Linked DNA regions of Pan troglodytes: region 2 is linked to region 1. A link is a contact called in public HiChIP or PLAC-seq data. All regions are on one chromosome and are shown on one strand. The core of a region is the stretch at or near the end of the contact, and the rest is flanking DNA. Distances in the headings are between cores, read along the strand shown. Region 1 holds the start of BTF3 (basic transcription factor 3). Region 2 holds the start of FOXD1 (forkhead box D1).

Region 1 (4,095 bases), core at 578-3,077:
GACGGCTAACGTTAACAAAAATAAAAAGTAAAAAAAAAATCAGAATAAATTCACCGCTGGCAAAGTTCAGTAATTTAACAAAGCTGTATATTACTATTTAAGTCTAAGTGCAACTTCTGGCTATCTCACAGCTAACTCTAAGTTAAACGCTTAAAGTTGGGAAAAACTAAAAGGTAATAAACATGTACCATGGAAGCTTTACAAGTTTTACCAAGTAAAGACATGCTCTGTTTCAACAAGCTACCACACCTTGTTAAATACTAAGAATGTGCTAACAATACAAACTAGGTAGACCTCTGTCTACAGTGGACTTCTTATTAATTACAGGACAATCTAAAAATCAGCTTCAAAAAAGAATCCCCTTGATGTGAATCAGTATCCACCAGGAAAAAAACAATTAATCAAAAACTGATCATTTAAAAAGCAGTCACTTTAATTCCCTCATTTTTACAGTAATACAAAGTCAGAACAGGAAAGATATCTACTTGGGTTATATTTTCAAATCTAATAGTCACTGCTCTTAAACTCCAAAATGTACCCGTATCTTCAAATACCCTTGAAATATGCAACTACCCTAAAGAATATTTAGTTCAGAAAGCGGTACAGAAAGGTCTCAATTTACAAGAGAGACAAACAAGCACTGACTTTATACAACTCAGGCCAAAACAAGTCAAGGGTATGATGTGCACAACGATCTAACTGAAATGACACATTTTCCTTACTAATTAAATTAGGAAACACTTTTGTTCTACTTATACTCTGTAACACTGAAAACACAAACATGTTTACACAAAGGCGATGTTTTTAGCTCGTCTCACTGATGTGTCTCCAACCCTCGTCTCCCCCGCTCCTCGAGATTTGCTAGCTCCGTGCATTTCCCTCGATAGGCAAAGTTTGTCACCGATAATATAAGAAGCGCAAAAGGAATATGTTTTTTAAAATACCTAAACCTTAAAAAAAAAAAAAAACCCACAAACCCGAACTATTAAAACTTACTTTCCCACCAATGCGCACTTGTGCCTGCAGTTTGGCGAGTTTTTCCTGGTTCATGATTGTTTCTTTCATCTAGAAAAAGAGGAAATCCTCAGCAAGGACAGGTTTAGCTCACTCTAGCATTCCATGCTCGTTATTTCCCAAGATACCAGCAGGAAAATAAACGTCCTACACAGGCCGAAACCTGGATCCCAAATCCACCCCGCAAAGCTCCAAATTTGGGTTTCCAGGGAGCCCAAAGAGCACCCGCCTCCCCACCACTCCCCCACAGCTCCCCGCTCTTGGCAGGCCCGGATGAAGGGCTCTACCCCACGCCTGGCCAACACCCCCCACCCCTGGCCCTGGCCTGGCCTCGGCCTAGCCAGGGCCTGCCCGGCCCGGCCACTCTGCGCAAGCCTCGCGGTACCTGAGGCTCCTGTCCTCGGGTTCCGCCGCGAGGTGGAGGTTGAGACAGCGTCGCCTCGCCCCCAGGGCAGCCGCCCCTGGCTCGACCTCGCCCCCGAGAGTCAGCCTGAGCGGGTGCGCCTGTCCGTCGCATCGCCTTCCTCTCCTCCTCTGCCCTGTCCCTCCCTGTCTCGCTCCTTCAGGGAACTTCCCGCCCCCGCTCCCGTCCTCCTACCACGCCGCCGTCCAGAGCCTTTTTGTACCTTGTCGGAGCGAATAAGGGGCCGCGCGGGGGACTAGGGTTGGTGCTCAAGGGGTCTCGGGTGGACCACCTGAGATTAGGCGCACACACGCGGGGACGCAAGATGGCAGCTAAAGGGAGGCCGGAAGTGACACAAGGCCACTTCCTCCAAGAGTCAGGAAACTGACTTCGCCGCGAACTCGGTTCCTCCCTGCGCACGCGCGACAGTGTTTGTGATGGTCCAGCGAGTCCCTATTCTCCTCCTCCTGCTCCAGCGGCTGCCGTCTGTAGGCCCTACGAGAGACTACCGGCTTGGGGCGCAGCCCGTACCTCTGGGAGAGGCCACAAAGGGGTCGGAGAGCGCGGTCCTGTGCACAGTTAGGGTCAAGTCCGCTCAGTCTCCATTGGGCCCTGATCCTGAAGTTCTGTACCCTCCGAAGAAAGGGCCTATTCACGTTTCCTGGAGACGCCGGAGGTGCCCAGCTTGTGCTCACCACTCAAGCAGCTCTCCCCTTGCTGGAGGTGTGGGTTGGAGAATTGTAGAATTTCCCTCTCGGCCCGAATGAGCCATTACCAAAGCATTTTGTCAAAAATAGTGAAGTTAGTTTGGCCTTCCAAGGTCAGGTGGTGTGGTAGATTGCGGGACCGAGGTTCAGAATTTCTGGGGGCTGTATCCCCGAGCCCCACTCCTCAGAATGCAACTCTGTACGACGAAGGAACTGGGTAATCCGCATTTCAGCCAATTTAGCAGATGACTAACCACCTTAAAACGGTCCACACAATTATCTTGTTTATCAGGCAAAAAAATTGACTCCTAGGTACCGAATTGGCATGGATTTGACAATTAGCGATTCACGGTTAAGCAGACTTTATCTATCTTAATCCAATCAAAGGAGAATTTCTGCCAGCTGTGTTTGGAGAGACAACGCGTGGATGTGAGTTAAACTTTGTTAAACCCAGGACAAGCTTTAAGATAAAACGACTGATATTTAAAATGGCAATTTAAATAAAAATGTTCTCTGATCAGGCTTTTTGTGGTCTTAACCATGAAATGTCTTTGCATATTCAAAAGTGAGTCCGAAATCTTAGAATGCAAGGTATATAGCAAGAAAACTTGTGTAAATGCAGACTCCTCTCCAGTTATGATCAATGTTTAAACTTTTTGAATACTTTTTACATAGAAGTTTGTTGAAACTGATGTCTCAACGTAACTGGTGAGGACAGCTGTATTGCCTTTTAGAATAATTGTTACAGTTATATTTACAAAAAACAATGTTGCTTCAGTTAAATATGAGTGAAGTTTTAGTACAGGAAAGGGTGTTTGTAGTTAGGCTTATGTGGGTTACCTTACTAATGACAAAGGCCAAAATGGCACTACCAACATTATGCTGTGCTCTGGAGATATTAACAAAATATATAGAAAGACTCCCCCTTTTGGAAGAAATGTGTATCTTTGTCCAGGAACAGTTTTTTTCCTCTCCTCCATGTTATATTGGAGGCATTTGAAACTTCCTAGTCACGCGATGTTTTCTGAGCTTTTATAGGGACAAGATTATATGTATGTAACCTGCCACCTGACTTTTTTTTCTTTTTCTTTGCCTTCCCTCTCCTCTGCCCTTTTAATACACCTGTTTTCAGGAAATATTGTGAGCTACTTTTATTTATTTATTTCTACTTTTTGAAACCAGGGATGCTGCTAATTTTATTTTTATAATTTTTTTAAAAAATATAAAACTTTTAAAAAATTAAAAGAGATGGGGTCTCACTTTGTTGCTTAGGCTGGGCTCAAACTCCTGCGCTCAAAGGATCCTTCAGTCTCAGCCACTTGAGAAGCTGAAACTACAGGTGTGCACCACTTTCCCTGGCTTATGACTTTTTAATTTTCCCCTCGTTCCTACTTTTTTCTCCTGTTCTTTCATGAATTTAAAAGTTTGCCGCGTGTTGAAAATATAAAAGATTACTTAATAGTAAAAAAGAAAATTTTGATTTTCTTTTTACGTTCTGTTTTGGTTTGGTTTTTGTGCTTTTCTATTTAGAGATGGAGGTCTTGCTGTGTTGCCCAGGCTGGTCTCAAACTCCTGGGATCAAGCCATCCTCCCATCTGGGCCTCCCAAAGTGCTGGTAGTACAGGCATGAGCCACGATACCTGGCCAAAATTTTGATTTTTGACTCCAGCTGCTTCTGCTGGTTTTATGAGTAGTCAGGAAATTCTGATTCTTCTAATAAAATAATTATATACTAGACTTTTCAAAAATATGGGATTTTTTTGTTTCAGAAAAGGTTATTACATTGCAGTCTTAGCTCAAGGATGCCAAAAGAGTAACTTGTGCTAATGTGGGAGCCATTTCCAGTATGCTCCCAATGTCTATGGCAAATGTGGGTAATTGGCTCCCACACTTTCCTGCTGGGCTTCAAGGAGCCTAAGAATCATTTACTCAGCACTCAAGATTGTATCTGTTAATAGAGAAGGCAAGAAA
Region 2 (4,033 bases), core at 1,504-4,003, 49 kb after region 1:
CACGGGCTGCTGGGCGAGTTCCCGGCACGGGCCGAGCTCCCAGGGAGTTGCCGGCCCGGGCGCGAGGGCCCGCAGGTCGTCGCACCGCCGCCAGGGGGCAACTCTGCCCTACGCAGGCACCACCGGGACCCGCCGCCCGCCACTTTCCGCGTCCACGCGAGCGGGTTGCGCGGGACGGGGGTCTTCGCGTCGCTTCCCCGGCTCGCCTCTGGGAAAGGTTTTGGTCCCTTGTACCAGCTTGGGGGCGGGGAGCCGGGGGAGAGTTACCAGCAGGGGCCGAAAGCTGGGAGCGCTGTAGAGAAGGAGGCCCGGGGTAGGGGACGACGGGGGAGACAAGGGGGTCGCGCAAGACGTGAATCGTTTGGGTTTCCGCGCTCGGGGAATTTCGCGACTGCGGAGCTAAAGGTTGCATACAAACATGTAGCTTAACTAAGCAAACAAAACAAGTGGTCACATCCACATGTGGGGCTTCAGTAAAGCTCGCCTAAATCTTAGTGACACTTCTCCGTCTCTGCAGCGGTCCCTCTGGGCTGATCTTCCACTCTGACCTTCAGTAAGTCCTAAAACTTTCCCCGGAGTGGCCAGGAGATAATTCGCCACATTCTGCAAACGTTTCCAGGGAAGAGCCTCTTAACCCTTTGGGGGAAGAACTTGCGGACAAAGTTACAAACGAACGCAGTCTATCTCCCGCGCCATGAACGGAATGATGGCTGTAACCGGTCATCTAAAGTAATTAATGGTCTGCGAACAAATTCTTCCTCTCTGTTTCATCTTTGAATAACTTCGCCACACACCAACCCTCAGTGCTGCGAAAGTCATGGTGTTTATTTAGATATCGACTGAGTACTTATAAAACTTAAACTTTCCAATGTAAAAGTGAACTCCTTGGTAAGGACTCCTGGCTGCATCAACAAAGCAATGTGATGCCTGATTAATAGTGCTGATTAATGTTGGCTCAGGTTAATGCTCAGCCTATTACAGTAATTAAATTGTTCACCCATATATCAAACAAGAGTTAATGAAAAATAATTTATTTAGAACATCGAGGCTTTCTCATAGATTGTTCAAAGACCTATGATAACCTTTATGGGTCACTTGTAAGAGTAACTGGTGGTAGCAGTCCTCAGCAACAAAAACTCGATTTTAATAGAGGTCTTTAGATGGGGAAACAGTTTATTTTTGAGGCTCTGTGATTGACAGCGGTAGTAATGACACGTTTCAGAATGTGAAAAGTACTTGGTCGATAAAATGATATACACAAGGGCAGCTGATGGCTGTTCCTACAGAACGCCATTGAATTTTGATTCTTAGTTCTTGTCAAGGGGTCATTTTAATCAGAAAGTTAAACTTTTGGGACAAGCTCCCCTCTTTGAAATAGAAGCATTTTAGGAAATGCACAAATAAGTGAATGTGAATTCAACAAACTATTAGGATTTTTCCACTAGCCAAAATAGCTCGTTTGAGTTGGTGATAAAGATAGGTATATTTTTTAAAGCATCATATCTTAATTATTTCCACTATCTTGTCACCCGAAAAGAAAACTGAATTGAGCGGAACTTTAATCTCATAAAAAAATTTTCATCTCACCAGAAAGGATTAACAATATTTAAGGATTTTCCAAAAACACATTTTTAAAAAGTTTATCTTAAAGTCATCTATCATTATAGTTTCTATTAATAAGCCTCAGTAGAAATATGTATATGTTATGTAAGTATTTTGAGATTACTATGAAAAGTGCTGACTAGAATGTTCCTCCTACTGAGAACTATATAGCCCCATTATGAACGAACTTCTGTTTTTTTTTTTTTTTTGAGGCGGAGTTTCGCTCTTGTTGCCCAGGCTGGAGTGCAGTGGCACGATCTCGGCTCACTGCAACCTCCGCATCCCGGGTCCAAGCGATTCTCCTGCCTCGGCCTCCCGAGTAGCTGGGATTACAGGCGCCGCCTACTAATTTTTTTCTATTTTTAGTAGTGACGGGGTTTCACCATGTTGGCCAGGCTGGTCGAACTTTCTAGTAGTTTCTAGGTGCAATTTTTGTGCGTGTATTTGGGTTTTCACTAAAATTTTCAATTTCTTCTCCGAATTCAATTATTACGTTCTTTATTCCCATGACATTTGTCAGATCGTCTCATTAGAGTGGCTTAGTTTAACTGTCAAGTCTCTAGGGCATTCAATCGCAGAGAAGTGAGTAAAACGCCAGTCTCACAGCGTTTTTATTAACAGATGGCGGAAAACAAACGTCTTTGGAGTAAAACCGAAGAGAATGGGTTAAAGGGTCAATAAACAATTATTGCCGTGCTTAAATTGGGGGGCTTCGCATCAGATCCAATGGGGGGCCGCTCGCCCGATCTGGAGGGGCTGGACACCCCCAACCGACCCCAGAGCGTCCCCCAGGGGCCACCTCAGAGGATGGGGTGGTTATCCCCCGGCTGGAAGGCTCCTACAGGCTGTCGAGGGGTCAAACCAGAGTGTCGCGGGTGTGCTTCTGAGGTTAGGGTGGAGGACTAATTGAGGAGGCTGGGAAGTCTAACTCGTGCAGCGGCCCTCGGTGCAGACAGCCGCGTAATTCGGGCATCAGCCTCTTTGGCAAGAAATAGTGAGGTCCCCTCTCCTCCCCACTCTTCTCAGCTGCTGCCTCCCTCCTACGGGTGAATTTTCTCTCCCGAGAAGGGCTGATTTCCTAGGCTTGCTTTCCTTCCCTCGGCAGCGCTCTGACGTGCACACCATGTGACAGGCCCCCTTCTGCTATAAGCCGAGGAAGGTCCGCCCTCTCCTGGACTCAGCCCTGGCCTCGCCGAGCTCTGTTCTTAGACTCTCACCCGTCCCGCACGTTCCTGGGCGCCTGGCGTTCTGATTCGCCCGCCCGGGCCCCGCCACCCCCTCCTCAACCGACGGGGCAAAAGCTGCTCCGAGAGAAGAAGGTCAAGTCCTCCGCCCGGGCCGGGCGCGAGCGGAGCCCAGGGAGCGCAGCATCCGCGCGGCTACCGCGGCGGCGCAGGAGTTACAAAGTCGGCGCGCGAGACTCCGCCGCCACCCGGCAGCCCCGGCGCAGCTCCGGCAGCCGCAGTCGCAGCGCCCCCAGCGTGGCGCCCCCCGGCCGGGCCTGCCGCCCGGGACCCGGGCTGGGGCGCAGAGGGAGCCCGAAGCCCGGCGCCCCCATGCGCCGCCCCGCCGCCGCCGCGCCACAGCTATGACCCTGAGCACTGAGATGTCCGATGCCTCTGGCCTCGCCGAGGAAACAGACATCGACGTGGTGGGGGAGGGCGAGGACGAAGAAGACGAGGAAGAGGAGGACGACGACGAGGGCGGCGGTGGCGGGCCCCGGCTGGCTGTCTCCGCGCAGCGGCGGCGGCGGCGCTCGTACGCCGGGGAGGACGAGCTGGAGGATCTAGAGGAGGAGGAGGACGACGATGACATCCTGCTGGCCCCGCCTGCTGGGGGCTCCCCGGCGCCCCCGGGCCCGGCCCCGGCGGCGGGGGCAGGAGCCGGTGGGGGCGGCGGCGGCGGCGGCGCGGGCGGCGGCGGCAGCGGCGGCGGCGGGAGCGCGGGTAGCGGCGCCAAGAACCCGCTGGTGAAGCCGCCCTACTCGTATATCGCGCTCATCACTATGGCCATCCTGCAGAGCCCCAAGAAGCGGCTGACGCTGAGCGAGATCTGTGAGTTCATCAGCGGCCGCTTCCCCTACTACCGGGAGAAGTTCCCCGCCTGGCAGAACAGCATCCGCCACAACCTCTCGCTCAACGACTGCTTCGTCAAGATCCCCCGCGAGCCCGGCAACCCGGGCAAGGGCAACTACTGGACGCTGGACCCGGAGTCCGCCGACATGTTCGACAACGGCAGCTTCCTGCGCCGGAGGAAGCGCTTCAAGCGGCAGCCGCTGCTCCCACCCAACGCCGCGGCCGCCGAGTCTCTGCTGCTGCGCGGCGCGGGAGCCGCAGGGGGCGCGGGCGACCCGGCAGCCGCCGCCGCGCTCTTCCCGCCCGCGCCCCCGCCGCCCCCGCATGCCTACGGCTACGGCCCCTACGGCTGCGGC

What was found. HiChIP or PLAC-seq counts read pairs in DNA pulled down with a chosen protein or histone mark.
Region 2: an H3K4me3 HiChIP or PLAC-seq map of stem cell-derived excitatory neurons shows a contact between it and region 1, with 3 times the contacts expected there. The contact joins the promoter of FOXD1 here to the promoter of BTF3 in region 1. A contact is called at or near these places in 1 of 7 Hi-C or Micro-C datasets (induced pluripotent stem cells) and 1 of 1 datasets of contacts at active chromatin or transcription factors (stem cell-derived excitatory neurons).

What each region holds. Positions count from the first base shown.
Region 1 is chr4:42,555,035-42,559,129 of NHGRI_mPanTro3-v2.0_pri, forward strand. BTF3 (basic transcription factor 3) reads right to left here and starts at 1,828. Exons shown (of 6, transcript XM_001152428.8): 1 at 1,641-1,828; 2 at 997-1,065. The coding sequence starts at 1,065.
Region 2 is chr4:42,603,480-42,607,512 of NHGRI_mPanTro3-v2.0_pri, forward strand. It overlaps FOXD1 (forkhead box D1), which reads left to right and starts at 2,754. Exons shown (of 2, transcript XM_016953158.4): 1 at 2,754-4,033. The coding sequence starts at 3,191.